Regions from separate parts of the Mus musculus genome. Here all the other regions are linked to region 2. The links are chromatin contacts, called in public promoter capture Hi-C maps. All regions are on one chromosome and are shown on one strand. The core of a region is the stretch at or near the end of the contact, and the rest is flanking DNA. Distances in the headings are between cores, read along the strand shown.

What was found. Promoter capture Hi-C pulls out the DNA fragments that hold promoters and counts their contacts.
Region 1: a promoter capture Hi-C map of stem cell-derived epiblast-like cells shows a contact between it and region 2, with 7 times the contacts expected there. The contact joins the promoter of Tbpl1 here to the promoter of Vnn3 in region 2. A contact is called at or near these places in 10 of 39 promoter capture datasets (the 3T3-L1 cell line, 3T3-L1-derived adipocytes, embryonic stem cells and 4 more) and 1 of 115 datasets of contacts at active chromatin or transcription factors (pancreatic cancer cells).
Region 3: a contact with region 2 is called in a promoter capture Hi-C map of liver, with 2.8 times the contacts expected there. The contact joins the promoter of Arg1 here to the promoter of Vnn3 in region 2. A contact is called at or near these places in 2 of 39 promoter capture datasets (both in liver).

Annotation. Positions count from the first base shown.
Region 1 is chr10:22,730,168-22,733,487 of GRCm38.p6, reverse strand. Tbpl1 (TATA box binding protein-like 1) reads left to right here and starts at 2,041. Exons shown (of 7, transcript NM_011603.5): 1 at 2,041-2,372.
Region 2 is chr10:23,850,011-23,853,010 of GRCm38.p6, reverse strand. Vnn3 (vanin 3) reads right to left here and starts at 1,549. Exons shown (of 7, transcript NM_011979.2): 1 at 1,215-1,549; 2 at 974-1,104. The coding sequence starts at 1,427.
Region 3 is chr10:24,925,878-24,929,117 of GRCm38.p6, reverse strand. It overlaps Arg1 (arginase, liver), which reads left to right and starts at 1,648. Exons shown (of 8, transcript NM_007482.3): 1 at 1,648-1,806. The coding sequence starts at 1,750. It overlaps Gm40616 (a long non-coding RNA gene), which reads right to left. Exons shown (of 4, transcript XR_001779741.2): 3 at 1,345-2,156.

The sequences.
Region 1 (3,320 bases), core at 792-3,291, 1.1 Mb after region 2:
ATCAGTTCTTGACTAATAGTAGCATGTCTCAATCTGTGGGCTAATCCCCTTTAGCAAACTTCTTTGGAAAAAATATTTACATTAAGATTCATACCAGTAGCAAAACTAGTTATGCAATAGCAGTGAAAATAATGTTTTGGTTGGGGGTCACCACAACATAAGGAACTGTATTAAAGGGTCTCAGCATTAGGAAGGTTGAGAACGGCCACTTTACAGTGAAGTCAACTAAAACTCTTGCCTCTTTAGCTGTCAGTGCTACAGTGTTAGTAAGATGTTTAGTTTAAGGTACCAGTCCATCATGGCTAGTAGTTCATGGAGCAAGAGTTCCCATCACCCTCCAGGAAGAAATGGGAAAGCAGGGATCAGGGCAAGCAATGTCAGCTAAAGACACACCCATGACCTACTTCTTCCCAGCGGGCCTCACCTACCTTTCATTTCCATGTAACAATGCTGTCATACTGTAATGGCTCTACTGAGAGCAATCCAGTTGTCTCTGAAGGTGCTATCATCGCAGAGAACACTTAAAAGTGCACTTTACTAATCATCTAGGGTGAAAGAATAATCCAATCAGCTAACAATCAAAACCAGCACCACAGCAAGTGGAACTTGCAAGCCAACTATATCCAATTCTATAAGGAAGGCTCCTTGGCTATAACAAAAGGCAGCCCAAAGTAGAGGGCACTTTCCAGGTATCCTGCTGGGCTGCCTGAAGGAAAGTATCAAAGACCTTAGAATCAGTCGCCATTGTTGTAAAATTGCCTTCTAAACAGGGCAGTAGCCCCTAAAAATAGAGCTTTTTCTGGTTATCGGTTTTTTGTTTTTTGTTTTTTTTTTGTTTTTTTTTTTTTTGTTGTTGTTTTTTAAACCATACCCCGTTGCTCTCCATTTGGGAGAGAATCCAAACTCCTGTCTGCAAGGTGCAGATGAGTTTGGGTCTTCGTTCCCCTCCAACTTTATCTTGTCACTTTCTCCTAGCTATACTCGCCATGCCCTATTCCTATTAACACCTCCACGCCCCAGTGTAGCCAGCCCCAGTGTAGCCAGACCACAACATCCTCTTTTCCTCTCCTCTCAGGGCCATCCCTTCTAAATCTGTCAAAATCAGTCACCATAGGCATGACTTTCTCACCCAGCTTCTTGTTCGTCCTATCCCACACAAAGTACACCTATTTAATATTGCTCAAAAAAATAAATAAATAAAAGTGAGAACTGAAGCAAATCTGTCCTTCAGGGCTTTAAAACGTTCGAGTGCGCTGTGTGTGTGTGTGTGTGTGTGTGTGTGTGTTGTGCGCGCGTTTTCACACTTTAAGAGTAGGGAGGAGAGATAAAGAGGCATCCTTGGCTATCCCTCAAATACTTAAACTTCCCTACTAGGTGTGCACGTCTAAACCCTGTGATGACAGTCTAAGTCATTCTCAAAAGGCCAAGTGGCTCCAGTCAGAGGCCAAGCCACCTAAGGAAACGGCTCACGTGACCTTTAACCCGCTGGCCTCCACCACCGGCCAGAGCGAGCCCACAAGGGCAAGAGCTGGGTCGCGCGGGCGGCTGCGCTCCGGCCGTTATGAGCCTCGCTCCTCGGGCAGCACGGCCCAAGCCATCCCGAGGGCGCACTCCGCCCGGTGCGGCCGTTCAAGCCAGCGAGTGTGCGTCGCCAGCGTCCTGCTAGCCCTGTTGCTCCCGCCACGCCGCCGGGGGCCCTCGATGAGTAAGGCCGGGATCCCCGTCACCCCGGGGTCACGACTAAGGGCCCAGTGGCTGCTAGCTGAGCTCGTCGGTACAGGCGGTTGGGTGCCAGGCACAGTTCTGGTTTACAGGAAAATGAAAGCCCATTTGTGTCATGCTGCTCGCCAACGAGGAGCTGGAAAATAAACCGGGGGCTTCAAATCCACCCCGGGCGGGCGAGCTCAGGGAAGCGCAGCCCGGGTACCCAGCGCCCTCCGGCCACTTCCGCCTCGCCCAGCCCGCGGGCAGGAGGAGGACTTCGCCAGCGGCTTCGGGAAGGCGGAAGGAGCTAGGGGTTGGGGCGGAGAGGGGAGCAGCGAGAACCGGAAGTGAGTGGCTAGCCGGGATCCCCGGAGCTCCTGGGTCCGGCGGCGCTCTAGCCGCCTCGTGCCGCCTCTATGCCCCCGTGCGTCTAGTCTATTTATTGTCGCGGGGGAAGCGGCGGCCGCCCTGTACCCGGAACAACAAAGCGAGAAACCGAGCTCGAGCCTTGGGGGGCTCCTAGCAACGGGCCTGGGCGGGAGTTCCATGGAGACTGGGGAGCGGACCCGTTTTATCTTCATCCTTGTCCTCCAGCTTCTTCTCCGCGTCCGACGCAACCAGCAGCAGCGCTGCCGCCGTGTCCTTTACGACCGCCCCGTCTTCCCACGGTAACCCCGTCGGCGGTCCGGGGATGGGGGTGCGGGGCCCGCGGGGCCTGGAGCTGCCGCGGGGCGTCTCCGCGCCGGTTGGGCTGCGGGGAAGCTGTGCGAGGCGGGGACCCGAGCACGGGAGCGCCGCGGGCCACCGGCTAGTGGAGAGGACGGGCCAAGCGGCTCGGGCATCCCAGTAGGGATAACGGGGTGGGGGTGGGGCGCGCCTGCCTCGCGGTGGAAGGCGGGCAGGGATGGACCGGGTTCTGGAGCCCGCTCCCGGGGGAAAGAGGGACCGTGACACTAAGCGAGGGGTCGGTGGCTTCTCGGAAAACTTGGAGCAGCTGCGCGAAGGCTCCCCTAAATAGCGGCGCCGGCGCCTCTCGCTTCTGGCACTTGCCGGGAGCCCCACTCTATAATAATAGTAGTGGCCGAATTAAGCTTCGGCAAGAAGGATCTGGAACGCGGGAAGATAGAAATGAATTGTGAATAGGGTTGAGCAGGGATGAGAGGTGGGAAGGTGGGGGGCGGTAATCGCTTCATAATCGTCTGGACGGGTCCTAGAAGTATATAAAATGGGAAATGACTGAAATAGAAAACACTCCCTTTGCTGAGCTAGCTGTGCATCTGCAGGCTCTGCCAGGGTGTACATTGCACCGAGTGTCAAGCTGCAGCCAGTCCACATCTGTGAGCTTTACTGCATCTGTCACCTGCAGAGCGAGACTGGCAGTGACTAGTGTGAGCTTGGCATACTTGTGGTTAAGAAGAATGGCTTAGAATTGCGACTTGTGTGTGAAGCCATAACAGATTCCCTTAGGTAATTGAAAAAGGGAAATGTAAATAAGGAGGGCATTCAATCTTCTGGCTAGAATTTGCAGTCTCTTTCCAAGTTTGAGAAAACAGCAGTCCGTTCAAATCAAGAAGTGACTTTTAGCACTGTCTGATTGAAAGAATTATTTAGGGTTT
Region 2 (3,000 bases), core at 300-2,799:
TGTGTACCCATCCACTCAGCTGGGAGGTAGTAAGATGTGGACTCAGAAAGGAAGCTTCCTGTTCAAGCCCCCTGAAACTCCCATGCACCTTACTGACTACTGTGGAACCAAGGTGACGGCACGGTGTTAGCAACACAGGCTCTGGAAGGGTTAGCTTGGGAACCGTTCACAGTTTCCCCAGTGTTCTCCCCTATGGATCCACTCACAAGCCTAACCAGTGTCTTCCTGTAGACTCTCAGGTGGTATATTTATATTATCTAAAAGCTGGCCTTAGATTTTTCAACAGTTTCCAGTTGGACTTCCTTCAGCCGTGATACTCACCCCCTTCTCGCTCTCTTCCCTTTCTCCCTCTCGCCCCTGCCTGCCTGTCTCTGTTTCTCTGTCTCTGTCTATCTCTTATCTCTCTGTCTCTGTGTCTCTCTGTCTCTATCGCTCTGTCTGTCCATCTGTCTGTATCCATGTCTTTACAGACAGTCATAGGTAGTTGTTTTAATGTGTCTCTGGACCTTAGAAACAGTGACTGGAAAAGAAAAAGGAAAAGGAAAAGGAAAAGGAAAAGGAAAAGGAAATGGAAAAGGCAAAGGCAAAGGAAAAGGCAAGGCACACAGGCTCCTTAATCATTTCACTCTTCTTGTGAAGGCTCCTGGGCGAACCCACTGACTTGCACTTGAGAGCTCAAGTTCCAGAAGTACCATTCTCACTTGGCTGAAACTTAGTTAAACATACTTGTGGGGAACAGTTCACATGCTAGATTTTAAAGAGAACTGTTGTCGTAATGAATCAAGTATTCTTAGCCAAAGATATTTGCCACATGAAGGCACAGTGAGTAGCAGACACTATGAAGCATTAGGCCAGTGCCACAGACTGTCTAATCATCAGAAAAAAATAACAAGTCAAGCCTGGTGACATTACTGCTCTATCTCATCGTTAACTCTTTGTTGACAGAGTCATTTACTCTTTGGCATGATGTTACCTCCTAGGGTCTCTACAGGGAATCCAGTTCACTTCAGGGTCTGGTATATCCTCTAGGTAGGGGTAAATGGTCTCCCTGGTGAAGATCCAACCATAGATTCCATCTTCTGGCGTCACAATGATATGTGCACCCTGCTCAAAACAGACATGGAAAGAAAAGTTTCCTCATCATTTTTAAATATCTACATTCTTGTCCAGCTGCAATCAATATCCCATCTCAGACATGAACAAAAGAGTGTTACCTGTCTGGCTGCCAGCTTGATTGCACTCTCCAAAATGTCTATGTTCTTGTTTATCAGGAGCAAAGCCTCTTCAGTGGAAACAGGACTTTCAGTTTTGTTTGGCAGTATAACAGCATGTTCATACACAGCAGCAATAAAAGTGTCCATTGAACCCACAGCCTGGGCAAAGAAGACAAAACTCACTGCCCATTGAGGAAAATGTAATGAAGCCATAATTAAAATAGAGTGATCTCTGAAAATCAGAAGGTTCTTCTACTGTATCTCAGTGGGAAAAAAAAATATTCAGACGCAAGTCGTGATGCCAGCCAGCTGCCTGTGAATATATTATGGAACACGGCATTGAGGAACAGGGTTATGCAAGATTGGCAGAAGTTCAGAATTGCATGAGCATGGGTTTGCAGCAATTGTTGACATTGCTCAGAGGCCAACTCATCTCTAAAAGGGAAATCACTGAACCAACCAGTTGAGTCCATACTAAACGTACTGGTCAAGTTCTTAATTGGTGTATTTTTAAATTAAAGGTATTTTACTAGCACACCAATATTCCCATTAGTACAGTAAATACTGTGGTGTTCTAGAAGACAGCTATCACATCAACAATTTGTTGAGGATTTATACTTATGGCTGCAATAGGGACAAAACAGTCTAAGAAAAGCCTGAGGGTTTTATTTTAATTAGATTTGTTTTGTTTTATTTGTATGGGTATTTTGCCTCTATGTGTGTATCTGTACCAAGTCCATGACTGGTCAGGTCAATCCAGGAAGGTCAGAAGACGGTGTCAGATTTCCCCGTGGAATTGGAGTTTCAGGGGTTATGAGTATTGGTGGTGACAAGGATACTGAGAAACAAATCCAGGTCTTCTGAAAGAACAAGTGTTCCTAACTACTAAACCATTTCTCCAGCCATCCTTTGTTTCATTTGAGAATTTCATACAGGTCTATAATGTGTTTTAGTCAAACACACAAATCCAACCCCCATTCTCACACCTCTTCTCTCTCTCTCTCTCTCTCTCTCTCTCTCTCTCTATATATATATATATATATATATATATATATATATATATATATATATATATATATATATCAGGTCCAAATGAGTCCAGGTTTTCCATAGTTGATGGTAGGGGGAAGGAGTCTCTAGGACAGGAGCCTAGAATAACTTTCCTCTGAGAGGCTCCACCCAGCAGCCAATGGAATGAGATGCAAGACTCATATCAAACATTAGATGGAGCTTGGGGAGCCTTATGGAAGAGCTGTGGGAAGGATTGAGGGACCTGAAGAGAACAAGGACTCCACAGGAAAACCAACAGAGTCAACTAACCTGGACCCTTGGGGGCTCCCAGAGACTGAATCACCAACCAAAGAGCAAGCATAAGCTGGACCTACCTAGGTCCCTGCACGTATGTAGCAGATCTGTAGCTTGGTCATTATGCAGGTCCTCCAACAGAAGAGAGGACTGTCTCTAACTCAGCTGTCTGCCTGCCTGCCTTGTCTGCCTGCCTTTGGATCCTGTTTCCCTAACTGGGCTGCCTTATCTGGCCTCAGTGAGAGAGGATGCACCTAGCCCTGCAGAGACTTGATGTGCAGGAGGCAGAGTAAGGGCTGGGGGTGGGCAATACCTAGAGGGGAACTCCCCTTTCTCAAAGGAGGGAAGAATGCAGAGAGGATTTGCATGAGGGGTACTGGGAAAAAAAGGGGGGCTGACATTGGGATGTAAAGTGAATAAATAAATTTAATAAAAATAAAATAAAATTTGACCAAAGAAAGAAAAACAGAAATAAAACCTT
Region 3 (3,240 bases), core at 399-2,898, 1.1 Mb before region 2:
TTTAATCCCAGCACTCAGGAGGCAGTGACAGATTGCTATCTGTGAGTTCAAGGTTAGCCTGGTCTATAGGGCTAGTTCTAGGGTAGCCAGAGCCACACAAAGAAAACATGTCTCCAAAAAGCAAACAAAAATGTAGAGGTGCACATTTGGGATCTGGGAGCAGGTAAAACTTAAATTCCTAGCTAGCTTCAAATATATAGGAAAATTCTATCTTACATAAATCAATTTTTTAAAAAAATCTATAACCGTATATCAGAAAAACATAGTAAGATGAAAAATATATTTGAAAAGGAGGTATCAAAATGGTCCTGAGGGACTTTGGCTTCTTGATTTATTCATTCAATAAATGCAATACATTTATTCAATCAATAAGTCAATGTTTATTTTGTACTGAACGATTCTATGTACTGATGGTAGAGGGAACAGAATCTTTCTTGAGGTATTAAAATTCTGGGTGCTTTTTGTCCTCACAAGGTTAAAGAAATTTACTTCTGACATGTGGGTTTTCTTTTTAAAATTATAATCATGTAACTTTGTAACTGGGAGAATACTTGGTTGTGTTTCTTCTAAATTAATACTTTTAAAAATATTTCTTTAGTGTTGGGGGTGGCTTTACACAGGGACCGGACCACATCACCCACGTGGAGGTCAGAGATCAACTTGGAGGAGTTGACTCTTTCCTTGCACCAAATGGGTTCTTCGGGTCAAACTCGGGTCATCGGGCTTGGTGTTACCGGCTGGCCTCTCTCATCTGCCCTAGATCTCAGGGGGCCCTGCTGACACTCTGCTGGTGTGTAGATTAGAATCGCGGCAGCTCGGCGGGTGCAGAATGCCCATTGCTCCGTTTCGATTCTTCTGCAACCTGTATGTGACTAGCAACCTCACCAAGCTGCAGTCTCTTCCTGGGCAAAACAGCATAAGAATGATTCTCAGTCTGAAGTTAGTTTAAAGAGGAAACAGGAAGCGAAAGAACATTAACTAGAATAGCACTTGGCACACGACAAAGACAACTCATATTAGCTAGTTTGCTTTCCCTATCTTGGGATATCATGATTCCAAAAATGAGATTTTCCTGGAGACTGTATTTCAAAAATAGAACTGCTTTGGGTTGTCAGGGAAATAAATGATGCCTTCCTGTAAATAATAATAATAATAACAACAACAACAATATAAAACAAAAACCAGCCCCATGCTTTCCTAGACAGTGTAACCTGGTGACACATGAAATGTGTCTCACTTTCCCCAGAACTTGAAGCCTTGACTCAGGATGCTCAACAGGAGGGAAGTAAGAGACACCCCCCCCACCCCCTCACCCCCCCCCCCCACTTGCTGTTTTAGCCTCACCTTGCAAGTCCCCAGTGGACTTAAATCCTGGAAAAGGTGAGCACCCTGCCCTGAGGTGCCCAGGCCGGAAGCCTAGCACTTCACATGAGGTTATGAAATCACACATAATTGTCAATTGTCTGAGGAGAGATTAATGTCATCCAGCTGGCTTTTTCAAAAGGGTGTGAACTGGACGGATGAATAATGCTCAGAGGGAAGAATGGTAGTTCCTCTGATGGGGAGGTTCTGTTGACTCTGTCATTCTTCCATTCGGTGGGCGGAGCCAGTTGTTGGATAAACAGATCCAACCTGATTATAAGGGGGGAAAAAGATGTGCCCTCTGTCTTTTAGGGTTACGGCCGGTGGAGAGGAGCTGGACAGCCCGAGCACATGCAGCAGCAGCAGCCGCTGGAACCCAGAGAGAGCATGAGCTCCAAGCCAAAGTCCTTAGAGATTATCGGAGCGCCTTTCTCAAAAGGACAGGTGAGTTTGGCTTTGAATGACTGGAATTTATTGGGAAGTGTTACATTTTAACACTTGCCAGGCATCGTGGTCTAGCTGCAAGCTGGAAATGTTACATTCTTAACACTTAACAGGCGTTGCCTTGGGGCTACAAGCTTCCCAGCACCATCTGGGCTCCAGGTGCTAGAGCTCAAGTCTCTTCACCACTGTGTGGCATAGTATGCTTGCCGACTTTTGGATCCTGCCAAAGTCCATTTCAAGACAAAGAGTCACTACAAAGCTTGAAGAAAAACCCTCTGGATGTAGATCACCTGTGTCTGGGCTGCAGTTTCTCTCATAGTTACGGTGGCTCTTGGTGCTTTTGATGTTTTCTGAGTATGGAGTGAGAGATTGTAAGAAAACACATTAGTCTGGTTACGTAATTCATGCTTAGAAAAATGTAATGGGTGGTGGTAGGTAGCCTTTAGGCTTGTTTTAATTTGGATAACTTAAATAATAGAGCTTTTGCAAGTTTGCGAAGAATTCATGGTATTTTGAGCTTAATGATTTTGAGTATTAGTTGGGGGGGGGAGATGGGGGGGGAGGTGGGGGGTTTACATCTCTCTTTAAGGAGAACAAATAAAACAATACATCAGGTCTGCACGACTAATGGATCCATAAATCTCTGCCTAGCCCGCCTAAGTGACTCACGCATGTCAGCACTGCCTAAATGCGCTCCTCATTCCCCGTCTGCGTGGATACGCTCAGGCTGCTAATTAGAATGAGATAGCAGGATGCCTTAGGCTCCAACTCTCTGTGTTTAAAAAGGACGGGGGGAATCCAAGCCAAGCAAGGTGGTGTGTGACTCCTGGGTCCTTTTGTTTTACGTGGGGTCTTTCTCTTGGCTTTTAGACTCAGGCAGCCTTTAGCCTTTTAAACTGTGGAACCTAAAGATATAATCTGCCCCCCGCCCCCCCCCACACACACACCCTCTTCACTATACAAATTGTGGAAGGTTGGAGACCCAGACTGTATTTGGTATCAGTAATAGCATTTCACCTTCTATGGAAAAATCTCCACAGAGCTCTCCCAGAACACTAGAATATGGGGGTATTTTGTTGATTCATGATGCCTTTAAAACCACAATATGGCCGGGCGTGGTGGCGCACGCCTTTAATCCTAGCACTCGGGAGGCAGAGGCAGGTGGATCTCTGAGTTCGAGGCCAGCCTGGTCTACAAAGTGAGTTCCAGGATACCCAGGGCTATACAGAGAAACCCTGTCTCGAAAAACCAAAACAAACAAACAAACAAAAAATCACAATATGGGTCTGGATAAGTGGCTCAGTGGTTAAGAGCACTTGCTCCTCTTTGAGAAGACAAGGGTTCAGTTCCCATCCCCCACACCAGACGGCTCACAGTTGCCCATAGCTCAAGTTCCAGAGAACTCAGCACCATGTTCTGCCTCCATGAGCCACC